2 separate regions of the Drosophila melanogaster genome follow, and region 2 is linked to region 1. A link is a contact called in public HiChIP or PLAC-seq data. All regions are on one chromosome and are shown on one strand. The core of a region is the stretch at or near the end of the contact, and the rest is flanking DNA. Distances in the headings are between cores, read along the strand shown. Region 1 holds the start of CG9988. Region 2 holds the start of Sid (Stress induced DNase).

The links. HiChIP or PLAC-seq counts read pairs in DNA pulled down with a chosen protein or histone mark.
Region 2: a contact with region 1 is called in a CP190 HiChIP or PLAC-seq map of the Kc167 cell line, with 2.5 times the contacts expected there. The contact joins the promoter of Sid here to the promoter of CG9988 in region 1. A contact is called at or near these places in 86 of 107 Hi-C or Micro-C datasets (the Clone 8 cell line, the D17-c3 cell line, the Kc167 cell line and 27 more) and 3 of 6 datasets of contacts at active chromatin or transcription factors (all in the Kc167 cell line).

Annotation. Positions count from the first base shown.
Region 1 is chr3R:28,634,515-28,638,479 of dm6, reverse strand. It overlaps CG9988, which reads right to left and starts at 2,069. Exons shown (of 3, transcript NM_143368.3): 1 at 1,600-2,069; 2 at 1,245-1,539; 3 at 1-1,189. The coding sequence starts at 2,057. CG10011 reads left to right here and starts at 3,381. Exons shown (of 6, transcript NM_143367.3): 1 at 3,381-3,965.
Region 2 is chr3R:28,668,603-28,672,567 of dm6, reverse strand. Sid (Stress induced DNase) reads right to left here and starts at 1,864. Exons shown (of 3, transcript NM_143370.2): 1 at 1,785-1,864; 2 at 1,332-1,730; 3 at 547-1,281. The coding sequence starts at 1,830. The coding sequence ends at 614. It overlaps CG33346, which reads right to left and starts at 3,335. Exons shown (of 3, transcript NM_206578.2): 1 at 3,284-3,335; 2 at 2,830-3,225; 3 at 2,116-2,763. The coding sequence starts at 3,335. The coding sequence ends at 2,117.

The sequences.
Region 1 (3,965 bases), core at 820-3,319:
TTGAAACATTTTCATAGCTGTCGAGCCGACTAATAGTAGGCACCTCCACCTCCACGGAATCTGTAACATTATTGAAGATAACGGTGGCCCGGAAGTCGGCGGAGTTCTGCTTCACCTTGAACATGGTGCGATAGGTGCCTAACTCCGCACGAGGCACATCGTCGTGGAAGTTCTGGTCTAGCTCGACTTTCATTTCTGTCAGGTGAATATAGCTGAGCGTGAGTTCAGAACAAATCTTACTCAGATTCCTGCCGGCCAGATACTCGTTGATTCGACCGATCACCTTGGGGGCAATGCTCTTTGCCCATTGCGTATCCAGTCTTTTGTAAGGCACACAGGTGCAGAAGTGCTCCGGTATTCCGGCATCCTCACACGACCTTGTCTCATCGACGGGATAAAAAAGGGATTGGCACTTGGGACAGTCGGCCGCTTTGGGCAATGTTTGACCATCTGGAGTGCCGCCCAGTTCGATGATGTGTTTCAGGGTGTTGTGCAGATCGTAGTTGGATGTAAGCCGATTCCGATTCAGCTCAAGGGCCCTGGCGTATTCCGGATACTGAGCCCGGAACCAAGGCGGCAAATAGATAAACATCGAGGGAAGACGCTCTTCCAGGAATCCACTCGGCAGGGACATGAGTCTGCCATAGCGTGAGCCATGATCCGAGAGGAACACCATAATACTCTGATCGAACACACCATCGGCCTCGAAGTCCAGCAGGTACTGAAGCACATAGTCCTCCATTTTCGAGGGCATTTGGAAGCTGTCGTGGCTGAAACTGTTTGACCAGAACAGACCCCAAATGGGTCGCTCATCCACGAAACGGTTGGCAAAATTTCTGGCCATGTCGTAGGCATAACTGCTCGTGATCCGCCGGCCGATACAGTACTTCATCGAGCAGTCACTGCATTTCCAGGTGTTCAGGCCCGATTCAATGGCCTTCTGCAAGGGCCTTAAGTAGAAGTCGGTGGGCTGCTCCAGGAAACCCGGTTTCCAATAGTTGAATGTATTAATGCCTGCCTCATCCTCAGCATAGGCTGTGAGATAGCTGGCATTCCGGAAGTAGTGCCATATAAAAGGGGTCCTATCTAGGCACCCATCCTCGTGCCAGTTGCACACCTTCTTAATGGCCGACTCTGGATTGTAGCCTGTCAAAATGGCCAACAGATTGGGGAAGGTGTTGTCGCCTATCTGCACATGATAAAATATTTAGTCCTCGTTTATAAATCCCGCTTTCTTTACCCACCTTATTGTATCCTTGCTGCTCGAACCACCCGTCCCTCGTTAGGAACTTATAGACCTTCGGCATAGTTCTACGCAAATTGATCCGCGAAAGGCTGTCTATGCCGAACATAAGGACACTTGGCTTCCTCTTGGACGGTTTCAGCGAGAGTCCTTTGGGTGGTGGCCTGTATTGAATGAGGTTATACGCATCGCTCTGCAAAATATCCGACTCGTTGCCAAGACGATGGCAGGTCAAGATCAGGCCCTCAACATGGAGCGGCACCTCGTAGTTCTGAGAGAAGTATTTTCGCTCCATCCTGAAAAGTATGAAATTAATAGGGAGTTGGTTCTAAGCAACAAATCAAGCAAGATATTACTTATCATAACTGTCGTGCTTACGGTCCCGCGTTATCTCCTGATAATAGCAATTGTACTCCCCCCCATTGGAGTTGAGAATAATGGAGGCTAACGACTCATTGATGAAGAGTACATATCGCTGCCGACTGATGTCATAGATCGGAGTAACCAGGGCGGTTTCGTTTGAGCAGGTCTCAAAATGCTCGGGGTGGAAAATGGCCATTGCATCTGAGGCGAAGGGATCAACATACGGGATCTTGCACTTGGCGGACTCCACAAAATATGCGGGCCGGACTACATCCTGTACATTTCGATCTTCTTCAGCAGGAGGAATGTCGGAATTTGTGTCATCCGATCCTGTGACTTCTGAAACTCTGGGCTTAGTATTTGCATTTTGGGTTTTGATGCCGAGAATTACGATTATTGCAATTAGGCAGAAGCAGAGCCATTTATGAATTGGTTTTAATAGGGTTATCATGACTGTTTAGCAGCCAACGATAGCTACACACAAACTGTTCAGACCATCCGGAATGTCTTGCCATTAAGAGAGCCGTTATATTCTCTTATCGCTATACCGTTAAGGAAATTAAATATGTTTCAATTTTTTAAAACAACTTTTAAGGTACGGAAACGTTAATTTATTAATTGGTGAATGCTGCCAGTGAAAGTAAGAACGCTACATTTCATTATTTTTCTGGCATATCGATAGATATTGGAGACTACATATAATGAGAAAAATGGGAGGTTTTTGGTGTTAGAGTGGCAAGAAGTTTTTTTTATCAAACCGATGGAAATTATGAAAAGTTTTTTTTTATCAAGCCGATAGAAATTATAAAAGATTATATAGTCGGATTATGTAGTGTTACTTAGTTTTCAACGAATCTAGTATATCATTACTCCGTTATTCCTAAGACGGCGGCTGCTGCTGTGCATCCTATGCACTTCTATGTCGCCTGGATGTGACGCCATACAACAGACGGTAACACCAAGCTGATCGAGTGTGGATCGGCAGATAAAGCTGACGGGAATCTATGATAAGATTCGGGCCCCCACATCTTAAACAAAAAAAATAACTCCTAGATGGCGACACCATCACCATACGACATTCGGTCAACTACAAGCGAATATATTTTATATTTTACACTATCTTTACTACGCTTTCAAAGAACTCTGTGATTTAAGCGATATGCTTCTGTACAAATTTTTACAATCACTGCTAGAATTTAAGCCCTACACCTGGTTAGTCAAATAAAATATGGAGTGTGTCATTGCTAAAACGGGAAACATTGGGGAAATTCTGTTTAAATGTAGATACATACAAAAAAACTGAATATTACGAACTACATTTAATACAAATCTACAATTTGTCAACATTAATGTCCAAATACGAAAAAAAAGTCGTTGTTTATAAGATAATTTAAGATAAGATAATTTATAATTTATAAGATTCAAAATAACTTAGCTTAACTTTTTCAAACAGCGAATGAAACCACCTTAGCCGAGTTGCCCTTCGCCTAGCGGAGTTCGACACCAACCATAGAGCACTGCTTACACAGGAGACTATTTATAAAATGATCGCACCCCGGGATATTTATTCTTTTTCTTTGCATTTAATTAGAATATTGAAACACATTTTAAACCTAAATAAAGAAGTGTGACATCTTGCTTAGTGGCCCAGTGCAAACGGTTATCGATAGCTCGCAGTAGTGTGAATACTCTGCGAACGCGATTTTGAGCTCGGGAGAATATCTGGATTTTTTAGGGCATTCAGTTGCGCATTTGGGGGATTTTCGTTATAACTGCAGCAAACACCCTGCGCGTTTCGATTCGATTGGTTCTTGAAATGGTAAAATGCGGCTGGGCCGTCGAAAAAATTGAGAAAAATAAATCGCGTCGAGTGTGGGACGCGAACGGAATCGCTGTGAAAATACCGAGTTAAATGTGCGTGATCGAAACTTTCCTCCGAAAAGGATCTGCAATCGAAACGGAAGGGAAAACGCAGAGCAAGACATCCTTGCCCACGCAGGATAGCTGTGTGAAGAAGACGCGACGATAGGCCAAGAGGGAGGGGGAGCACAAACAGGATAAGCAGTGGCAGAAGAAGAAGCAGAAGGCGGAGCCGCATCTGCCGCAGTCAAAACAAGAGAGGAAGTGGAACAAAAGCGAGATAAAAGTGCATTCAGCTGGGGGAAATGTGAAATGTGAACGATGTTGCAACGTCGCGCTGCTTGCATCGCCAAGTAAAAGCAGAGTCAGAGGAAAAGCAAAACCAAAGCAAAGCCAGAACAAACAAAATACACAAAGTGAGAGAGGAGAGAAAGAGAGCGGTAGTGTTTGGTGTATCTGTGTGTAGTGCGTTCGCGTGTGCGCTTGTGTGTGTGCGTGT
Region 2 (3,965 bases), core at 615-3,114, 34 kb before region 1:
TAACTTATATTTTTAAATTAAAAATAAATTCCCCTGTTTGAATTTTGCGCACTTGACGCCTATATTTGTCTCGCTCTCCGTTTGCTGCTTATTCAGTCGCTCTTATTCCTTTCTCTTTCTATATGTACTTTTGTTAATAGATGGCGCTAGTCGATGCTTTTTGGCGCCCACTATTGAGAATTCAAAACCGCACGCGTGCGACATCTAGACGGAAAATGACAAAACTAAAACATGTACCGAAGATATTATAGCGTAACAAAGAGTGGTGAATGTATTAAATAAAGCAATTGTTGAGCACCATAAAAAGTTATAGTATGCAATCACTGTGGCAGACAATGTTTCCGGGTTGAGGTAGGTTCTTTTTAAACCCCTCTGTTCATTCTATATTCAATGTGTTCTGGTCATTGCCCTGCAAAATTAAATTAATTGCATACAGTTTCCTTATCGCAGCAATTCTGAGAATTCCAATTTTCTTCGCGGTTTGTTGCAGGTTACTGATAAGCCGTCATAATAAAGCGAAAATGATGTACAAATCAACAATGTTTTCAAATACCACTTTATATTTATTTTAATATGCACATTTTCAAGATCTAAGAAAATATTTAGTTTGACCTTAGCAAACACCAGTTAAGTGTGGAGCGTTTATGGTAATAAAACGGTACGGATCGCAGCAGACAGTGTGTCCAACGTCCTTCGTATTAAGGTTAAGACCCGGATGACAGGGTATCACATGGCAGATCTGGTTTAATGCCTGCTGATTGGGTAGACTTACGTCGTTGTAGGTCAGCATTACCCATTTATCTCCGGAGAGATGGCTAACTATCTTGTACATCCACTCTGGCACGGGAATTTTGTTATTATCCAACAGGTAAATTGGTATCATATTGTTATTGGTATTATGTCTTAGTCTATGCACTCCCAATGCCCCAATGCAAACCTTAAGGACATCGTAAGTACGCGGTATTTGTACATTATTGATGATTGGATTATCATACAGTCCCCTAACCATATTGTTCACCCAGGTCTCAACGGCCTTCCATTTGCCACGATTAACTCCTCGATATTGGGGGATAGCGTTTAGATACCTGAACGTTGACTTCTTCAGCTCTGTGGATATAAATGCAGAAGCCGGTGTCATGTGGCCACGATCAAATTTACACTGCGGCTGTACTGCGCCCAGGTTAGTGAGCAAACAAGCTTGTGTTGCTCTTCCCTCGTAGGCATTGTCAAATCCACCACTTAATTGATCCGACTGCCAAGTGGGATTGGGACGTGGAACGGCTAATAGTACCAGGTTAACTACTGTTTTTGCACCAATATTTTCCACTTACTGTTTACGTAGCGATAAGCCTTGTAGATGGAATGTTGAAACGCCAAGCTGTAGCCATCAAAACAATTGCGATACAGTTCCATAAAGCGTCCATTGAAGGAAAATCCTACGGCGAACGTAGCACTCGGAATGGAACAAGATGTATCTGGTACTTTTACCACGACAGGATCGGGTGGTGCACATGCTGCTGAGCTTAGCGCTGGACTGAAAACACTGTCATATCGACACAGGAATGTGGTGCGATGAAGTCCTCCATTGCACAGCAGATACAACGTCTGGTGGATTTCCACAATATCACTGCGCTGAATATCATAGACTCCGTTATTTTGGCTTAAGTACACATAATTGGCATTCAAATGAGCCAAGTCGATTAAGCAATTCGCTTGAACACTTCCTACAACTTAAGATCAGTTGAACCTCTGATAACAATAAAGCTTATTCTATATATACTCACAGAAATACAGGCTTAGAATCGTCAACATATACTTCAGATCGGGCATCTTCACAGCTTAAGGTTGATTTACGAACTAAGAATTCTGAAACGTTCAGAGCGCGGTCAAGCCAAACGCATTTCTTATCAGCATCGTATTCGTCATTATTCTTATCTCTTTAATTCAGAAAATCCCAAGATTCCTCAACGCGGCCCAATGATAAGCCATCGCTGATTAATAACCTATTAGTCGGTCAATCAGCTTGGAACCGATGTATTTCCAAAGATGCATTTATTTTTTTCAATGAAGTTGAAATGCATTAATATGTTTATACACTGAAGATAAATAGAAACCTCTACACATTTTCGGTATTATCCCAGCACACACCTGCCAAATTAGGAACGTTTCTTCTGATAAAGTCAATTGGATCACAGCAGAAGGTGTATCCAGTTCCGGTTGGATTCAAAGTTCTGGGGCAGGCAGTAACTTTGCAGACTGATGCTGGGTTTGGTTGTTGGGTTTCCCACCCATTGTTGGAGGTCAATATCACGTACTTGATGCCGGTGGTTAGGCTCCTAATGATTTTGTATGTCCATCTGGGAACGGGATTTTTGTTCGGTGCTAGGTAAATCGAAACAGATTTTTGGCTTCTGTTCAACAAATCAAGAACACCCAATGCCCCTGTGCAGACATTTAGCACATCCTTTTGTCCTCGAACCCAATTCTCAACTATCTTCCAATTGCTGCGATTAATATTGTAGTACTGGGGAACGACATTCAAGTACTTGTTGGTTTGTCTTAGGATTTTTGGGAAGCTGTAGTCGGCAACCGGTGTAAGGTGACCACGATCAAAGGAAAGACTTCTGGAAGAAGGCACATATGTTTGTCCAGATCCAAAAAGATACTCAAATCGATTGTAGATACTATTCATCTGAAAGGTAGCCTCATCTGCAGGAGTTATGATCCCATCCTTATCGAACACTGTTGGCGGCCGATCTGACTCTGGATTTTGTAATAAAATAGTTGCAATTAGCGAGTAAATAAGCTTAGGGTATTATAAGAACTAACTTAAATTGGTGGGGTAGACCGTGTTGATGGAGAAATACGCCTTCATGGTTCTCGCGTCGTAGCAGCTGCGATAGAGCTCCATGAACGTATTTCCGTATTTGAAACCAACCAAATACATGGTGTGTGGACAGATATTACTCGAAGTTGGAACAACGGAAGGCGGGATTGCCTTTGAGCAGTTCGTCCTGGGCAATGGTGGAGAGAACTGGCCATTATTCCGACAGGTGGAGGTGAACACCTGCGCATTACCATCGCACAGCAAACTTATTTGCTGATTTGGTTGCAATTAATCCGTGAGCAAGAGCTCGTAGCGATTGTTAACAATGTGGACAAAAAGTCGATCGGTCCATGTTTCAGCCTGTGTGATCTGGCAAAAGGACTTGACATTTCCCACAGCTGCAAGAAATGATTGTCACATTAGTTCACCAAAGAATCTTATCGTCCTTGAGCTTACTTAGGAACAAGCTCAAAGTAATAATTAGATATCGTAGCTCGTGCATCTTCATGGTACAAGCTTGAAAGTAGAACTGAAGATATCGAAAAATAAGCTTAAAGAGAAACTTCTGAATGATAAGATAAGTAGCTATATTACAATAGGATACACAAACAACACAATTGAATGTCTTATCTTTGGAGTGTACATTTTACAGCCAAGTATTTAATTAAATGTACATATATTAAGAGCTTATCAGTTCAATGCCACACCAAGCTTCCAAGAATTGGCATCTTAGTCATATTTATTTCGATACGATTTATATACATATCTTTCAAACTTCTGCATACTTTTGGGGTACATACCAAAGATATCAATGATTCAAGTTGATTTTTAAATGGCTGATTAGGCTCGCATTGATAATAATTAGAGTATGCATTAAATTCATTTAATTACATAGTCATAACAAAAACCTCAGAACAAGATCGTTGGGAAAGCAGCCTGAATAGCAACCAGTTTTTTTTATTAACTGCCTTTACATCATTAACTAAGCCCAGAGCTTTGTACATGTGTATACAGACCACGGTTTCTGCAGCATCGCCAAGCAAACTGTTGGCCACTTTCCACTGCATGACTGCTCCAAGTCAGAGGATCGGGCAAACTCATCGCAGCACGCCCGCATAAACATGACCTGATTGATGTT